Regions from separate parts of the Rattus norvegicus genome. Here region 1 is linked to region 2. The links are chromatin contacts, called in public Hi-C maps. All regions are on one chromosome and are shown on one strand. Each heading gives the region's core, a stretch centred on a gene start, on an enhancer-like site or on the middle of the called end of the contact. The rest is flanking DNA. Distances are from core to core; before and after follow the strand shown.

Region 1 (3,359 bases), core at 624-3,123, 99 kb before region 2:
AGAGTACCTTCAAGGTCCCCGCATATCCATGGATCTAGTAAAAGAACGGAGAGTGGGACCTACAGGGGAATCTAAAAGGTGGCTATTGAAGCTGACAGAGCAGTAGCCAAGAAGGAGGGCCCCTGCTAGCATTACAAGAAAGATGCTGCCATTACCATATGGTGGAGCAGGGAGAATAAAGTGTGCGTTTGGGAAATGTCTAGCAACTACATCTCATATGTATCTGGTAATTATATCTGTTTCACTTCCTTTTCTAATACTGTGACCAAACACTATGCTGAAGGCACCTTATATGAAAAGAATTGATGGGGGAGCTTGCAGCTTCAGCAGATGGATCTGTGAGCATCGTGGTGGAGAGTGTGGCAGCAGATAGGCAGCCAGGTGTGGTGCTGAAGCCATAGATAGCTGAAGGCTCACATGCTTATCTGCGAGTAGGAGGCAGGTGTCTGGACAAAGGAGACTAAATGGAGGGTGCTATGGGCTTTTGAAACTTCAAATCCCACTCCCAATAACACACCTAATCCAACAAAGTCACACCCCCTAATCCTTCCTAAGGAGTTCTACCAACTGAGGACCAAGTATTCAAATACATGAGCCTGTGGGGGCCATTCTTTTCCAACCAACACAACTACCTACAGAAAGGAGCATAGGACAAACTTAGAGAAGCATTCAGAGAACTATAGTTGTTAGTAGGTTGAATACAATAGAACATTTACCATCCACCCAAAATACTCTGGGTTCAATTCCTAGTCCAAGCATCATGCCGTCAACAAATATGAGCTACCTTGGTGTGAGGAAGGACTTGGAAAGTACAGAAAACAATGGTCAATCTTAAAATACTCCACTGCTGATGGGCAAGTCCATTTCCTGGTTTGGGGATTAGAAGACCACTAAAGACCAAACTATTCAAAGAGTCACATAATTGTTGTAGGCTTTGGAGAATGAAATTGTAGGAAATTAAATTGATAAAAGCAAGAATATTGTAAGGTGGGTATCATCTCTGGTCCCAGGAGTTTTTCATGCATTATCTTCTGTAACCCTACAGTCATGGAGGAATTATGGAAGCTCCAAACATATCTTTATAAGGATTATTTAATAAGGTAGACACTGTGGTGGCATTTTAGAAAATGTGAAGTGGGACTTCTACAGAGACGAGAGACCTGCTTAAGGCCACATATCTAAGTGACTTGTGCCGCTAAGTAAATTCCACAAACTGTGCAGCACGAGTTTATGGTGAGTGATTTAAGAGAAGGCAGGTTGGAAGAAAATGAAGTCCTGAAAGATCACAATTTTATTTTATTATTTTAAATCATTTTAAAACATATATATATAGATATGTGTATATCTATATATATGCCGGTTTTGGGTGGAGCACGCCGGTAGAATTTGCTGAAGGAGACAGAGGTAGGAGGATCACGAGTTGGAGGCCAGCCTGGGCTACACATAAAAAAAAAAAAAAAAAAAAAAAAGAAAAGAAAAAAAAAGAAACTTCAATATAAAAAATTGGAAATCAAGATCAATCAAATCATATGTAGAGGTTGCTCCTAACTTTTGGTTTGTGATCAGGCATTAATGTGTTCATAAGAGTATAGAAAACTCAATGGCACCGAACTGTATTGTCTGAAGGAAAGTTGGGGAGCTGGATGAGAAACAGTAGAAAACAAAATCATTTCCACAGACCTCGTTATCATGACGCCACCACTTGGCTCCACACACTTCCATCTCGGGGAAGAATTAGTGGTCTTTCCCAGTTCCTGAATTCATAAATCCAGTCCCCACTCCTTCCCTACCTGCACCTTAATCCGCAGCCTGGACCTGTCGATGGCCTTTAAACTACACCTCCCATAAAGCTGTGCGAGGACAGTGGCCCTCCCCCGGAAGTCCGGAAGGCTGCCTCCAGCACTGGGAAAACTGACAACTGAGTTTGACGCGGAGTCTTCTGTCCCGGCCGCGGTTTCTTTGGTCACTCTTGGGTTAGTAGCGTTAGTCGGCCCCGGGACGTTCGAGGACGAGGGCGTCCCCTCGCGGGCTTGAGGTGCAGCCTTGCTCGGGCTAGAGAGGGCGCAGGCGCGAGACCCCGATCTGACGCTGCCTGCCCGCAGGAGGCTGCTAAGATTCCCAGCCAAGTTTTGGATGGGATAAAACAAACTACTTCGGAGGTGTCCCCTGCTTGAAAGAAGGGATCTTACAATGGACGAAAAATAACTATTCTAGGCACTTGGCCGTTGGGAGAGACCGTGCTTGCGTGGGTTGCACGTAATGGGTTAAATTGGTCTGGACAATTCCAGCGAGTGGAATATATTAAATGATTGTGGGTGGGTTAATTGACAGGTCCACTATGAGGCCAGGTTGGAGCCTGCTGGAGCCGTGCTGGGCACCCTTGGACATGAAGTTACTTATTAGTAAAAATGAATGTTGGTTTGGTTAAAATATAGTTCCTTTAAAAGTCAAGTCTCTTCTAGTTGACCTCTCCAAGTAGCCCTGGAAAACTTGGGTGACGCTTTAGACTACCTTCCCGTCCTCACCTTCCACAGAACCTGCCAATAAGTGATTAGCAAGTAGTACAGCGACAGGTCATGTATTCCGAGCGTCCCTGGAAGGAGTCATGGCAGTATTATTAAATGACTGGAATTGAAAACGCTAGAGGAAGGGGCTTATTGTTTCACCTCGTAGTCCAGAGAATGTTTTATGCATATATATTGCCTAGGTGGTAGTGCATGACACGGCATGTTTGGATGTGCAGTGTTGATGTCACCTAAAGTGATCTCTGAGAGCAGTGAGGGAGTGACGGTGACCTCTGAAACCATGACTTCTGAACAGGGAAAGGCGAGGTGTTAAAGATAAACTTTTAACAGGAGAAACTGTAGCAGGAGTTTGGGAAAGTGAGTTAAAAGAGAAGGAGTTTAGGAAGACACTTAGCGGTGCTTCTAAATAACGTCCTGGAGTATCGCCACGGAGACTACAGTATCTTAAACAATTTTAAGGCTTTTGATATGATAAAAATGGGAAAATAAGCAAAACACACCAAATGAAAGTAAATTGATATATGTAGGGGTTACTCCTAATTTCATTGGTGCACAGATTTTTTGGGCAGGTGTTTTGGATTGCCTTCAGCAGTTTTAAATTATTTGTAAATAGAAGACACAAACAGGAAAGCACAGGCCAAATCGGAAAGTTATTCTTGGACCTGTTGTTTTCCTCAACTTTGTGCAGATTAGGCTGTGTATTTGACCAGCCACATTGCTGTTTCAAAATCAGGAGAGAAAACTCAGCAGTACTGAGAAGGAAGGAAGAATATTTTGAAGCCAACACTTGAAACCGTTTTGACTTGAATTATTTTTTACCTGTATTCTTTTAAC
Region 2 (3,320 bases), core at 468-2,967:
TAACTTAGACCAAGGAGGATAATTGTTGGGGACGAAAGCAAAATAGAAGGTCGAAGCTTATCTCCCCATGTTCTTAGGAAGTAAATGAAGACACACTTAAGGCCGGCTTGATATTATAACTAGTGATGTCGCTCAGACTTGACTCTGTCATCAGAACCACTGGGGTTATGATAAAGGAGTTTTATACAGTTCAGGAAACCCAAGTCACAGATAAGTCCCACCACTGATCTACGAGTCAACTGAGAGGTAACTGCTCCGTTCTTATTTTCGTCGTAAACACATAGGTTTGAATGTCGAAGAGACCTACCTGGTTTAATCTAACGGTAGGATTCTGTTTTTAAAGTCGTGACTGTTTTTCCAATCATTAACTCTACATAGTCACTGCCCCTCCAGAAGATTATAAAATGTCAAGTCACTGAACTCTCCCAAATTCATGCCCGTAGGTCCAGACATCTTGACTATGGTTGTGGGATCCGACATCAGCCGCTGTCCTAATACCCCATGGCCCACCTGCCGGGGTTACCTGCATAAGAGGACTCACTCGGGCTTCGTGAAGGGCTGGAGGAAGAGGTGGTTTGTGTTGAAGCACGACGGCTTTCTCCTCTATTACAAACACAGAAAGGTAAAGTGTGAGGACGGGTAGGAATCTGGGTAAGAATGAGAGACCTTGGGAAGTAAAACCTCCTTGGACTCTCCCATGTCCCCCAAGAGTTACCCTTCAGGACAGTATGTTGCAGAAGTTTGGAAGCATCATGTTCCCATTCTACTGTCCAGGAGTTGTTCTTCTTTCAAAAGTCAGAGAATTATAATTTATGCTCTCTTCTGCTGCACAGATCAAGGCGTATCTTCCCTCTTGTTTACTTCCATTTTTACCCCGTATGAAGATTTCCTTATTACTATAAAGAATATAAGAGCAAAACTAAGTTTCTAGTAGCATTAACAAATAAACTTTGATGATCAAAACATAATTCTTCAGTCGCATATGTAGCAGAGGATGACCTTGAGAGACATCAATGGAAGGAGAGGCCCCTGGTCCTGTGAAGGCTCGCTGCCCCACTGTTGGGGAATGCCAGGGCAGGGAGGTGGGAGTGGTGGGTGGGTGGGTGAGTTGGTGGGGAGCAGCCTCATAGAAGCAAGGGGGAGGGGACAGGAGACAGGGGTTTTCTGGAGGGAAAACTGGGAAAAGGGGATAACATTTGAAATGTAAATAAATAAAATATCCAATAAAAAAAAAGGGTAGTTCTTCAGGCCATGGTTGGTAGAACTCTGTGCTGTCCAGGCTTTGAAACAGAGAGCTAGGCAGGTCACCTGGAATACCTATTTTGCTTTCCAGATTTCATGAGAACAGTAATGTCTAACTCTAGGGGGGAGGCTGGGAAAAACCCCAATCCTATGCTAATGCAGTCCTCCTCCCCAAGGTTTGCAACTGAGTAAATCTGGGCTAGATGGGCCCATGTGCTTGGAGAAATCTTCTTTAGTTGAGTCTAGAACACAGTTTACATTTTGCTATCGCGTATGTTTTCTCAGTTAGATTTAATCCAGGGTCCGATTTTGTTAAGCAATTGCAAGAATGCTTAAAAAGTGACAACAGAGATTTCATGTCGAACTCCTACTTTCCAACCTCTCGTGAAATATTTTCCTCAGCTGTCGGGAGCTAAATAGACCCACTGTCACAAGGAGCACATGCGCGCTCCCATTTAACAAAGGCTGCATTGTGCATCCAGCAGCCTTGTGGATCTGCTGCCTTCACTCTAGGGACATTTGTGGCCCACCTCCAAATGGGGTTCAGAACAAGAATTTTGGCTACTTACCTCATTCATGACACAATCCTATGTTTTCCCTCTGTGTTTATTTTGCATTTCTTGTGTGTATGTGTGTGTGTGTGTATGTGTGTGTGCGCGTGTATTTAAGTGTGTATATATACATAGGCACTTGTGTGCATGAATAAACAACTTAACTTCTTCCTGAAAAAAAAAAAAAAGAACAGTAAGGAAGCCAGTGCATTGTGAAACTGAAAGAAAATATGCTGTTGAATTATTATAACTTATGTTCTCTTATGCGGGGTTTCTATTCCTGCATCATGAGCCCCTTACCTGTGGAACACCCTTGAGTGCTCTGCCTTTCATAGGAAAATCAACCACACCGCTGCTTTGAGAAACTTTGTCTCCCTCCAGTGCAGGAAAGTAGGATTTTCTCCAAACAGGATGAGAAATTGCTATCTGTCCTCGGTTCCTATTTTCCTGAGTGTTAAAGTAAAACAGAGGAGAAGTGACATGAAGTTTTCTATCTTGAAACATTGTGGAAACATTGGACCCAAGTTTCTAATCCATGGAAACAGGTGCATTCGTGTTTCAGAAGCCTACAGGAGTCTCGGAGCTATGCCTCCAGTCTCACCGTCTCTTTTCCCTGACCTCCTGAATAGGCAGGAGTGTTGCCCTGGAAATTTGATGGTTTTGGTTTTTTTTTTTAACTTTTTAAATGTTTAAAGGAAATTCTAATTTGTAAATTGAGTAAATATCATAATCAAGTGTCTTTCAAACTAAAGGCAGTAGACAATGAACAAGAAAAAGAAAGACACAGAGGTGGGGAAGAGAAGAAGAGGAGGAGGAGGAAGAGGGAGAGAGAAGAGAAGAGAAGAGGAGAGGAGAGGAGGAGAGGAGAGGAGAGGAGAGGAGAGGAGAGGAGAGGAGAGGAGAGGAGAGGAGAGGAGAGGAGAGGAGAGGAGAAACCAACTAATTGAGCTTGCACAGCGGCCTCTGGAGATTGTAACCCTGAAGTTGTCTGTTTTTCCCTGCACTGGTTCATTTCTATTTCCATTATGAAATAAGGCTTGTAGTAGATGTTTAATGCTCTTCTTCAACAAAATAAAATTGGAAACGTCACTGAGACATGCATCTCTTGTTTTAAGATCTTTGACGCTGAGATCCAGAAGGATCCCAGTAATTTCCATCTGAGTTCTCTAGGTCAGGGCTCACGTGGACTCTTTGAATTAAGTACATTGATAAGAACATGCTACATAGTTCACCATAATCCTGCTATTCTTCATTTCCTTACCTATTCATTTTCATTACCTACCAAACTTTTGGCATTTGAAAGCATGAAGCCTGCAGTGGAAGGTATGTAAAAATTATGTAGCATTTTTAGTTAAATTAAAAAAAAACCTTTATCTGCTTCTAATCTTCTGTGTCGGGATGTGGATCTCGTGATTAACACCGGGGTAAGAAAAGGCTGATAGGAAGAGTGTGGTTGTGAATGTCATGGCTGCATGGGCCTTTGATGTAACTAAAGTATAAAAATACAACTTTATTTCCATTTTAAAG

Evidence for each region. A called contact is a pair of places that touch in the nucleus more often than the background predicts.
Region 1: a contact with region 2 is called in a Hi-C map of Schwann cells, with 4 times the contacts expected there. The contact joins the promoter of Nudt12 here to the enhancer-like site in region 2. A contact is called at or near these places in 2 of 12 Hi-C or Micro-C datasets (Schwann cells and frontal cortex).

What each region holds. Positions count from the first base shown.
Region 1 is chr9:106,200,854-106,204,212 of GRCr8, reverse strand. It overlaps Nudt12 (nudix hydrolase 12), which reads left to right and starts at 1,873. Exons shown (of 7, transcript NM_001109010.1): 1 at 1,873-1,973.
Region 2 is chr9:106,102,013-106,105,332 of GRCr8, reverse strand. Pdzph1 (PDZ and pleckstrin homology domains 1) reads left to right here. Exons shown (of 14, transcript NM_001402237.1): 9 at 444-622. Among named protein-coding and RNA genes, the nearest start is that of Pdzph1, 73 kb to the left of the region's middle. Within about 2 kb of position 1,717, at least 22 of the 93 cell types and tissues checked have an H3K27ac peak or open chromatin away from gene starts, as enhancers often do. A contact at or near this core is called in Schwann cells, where this site is marked.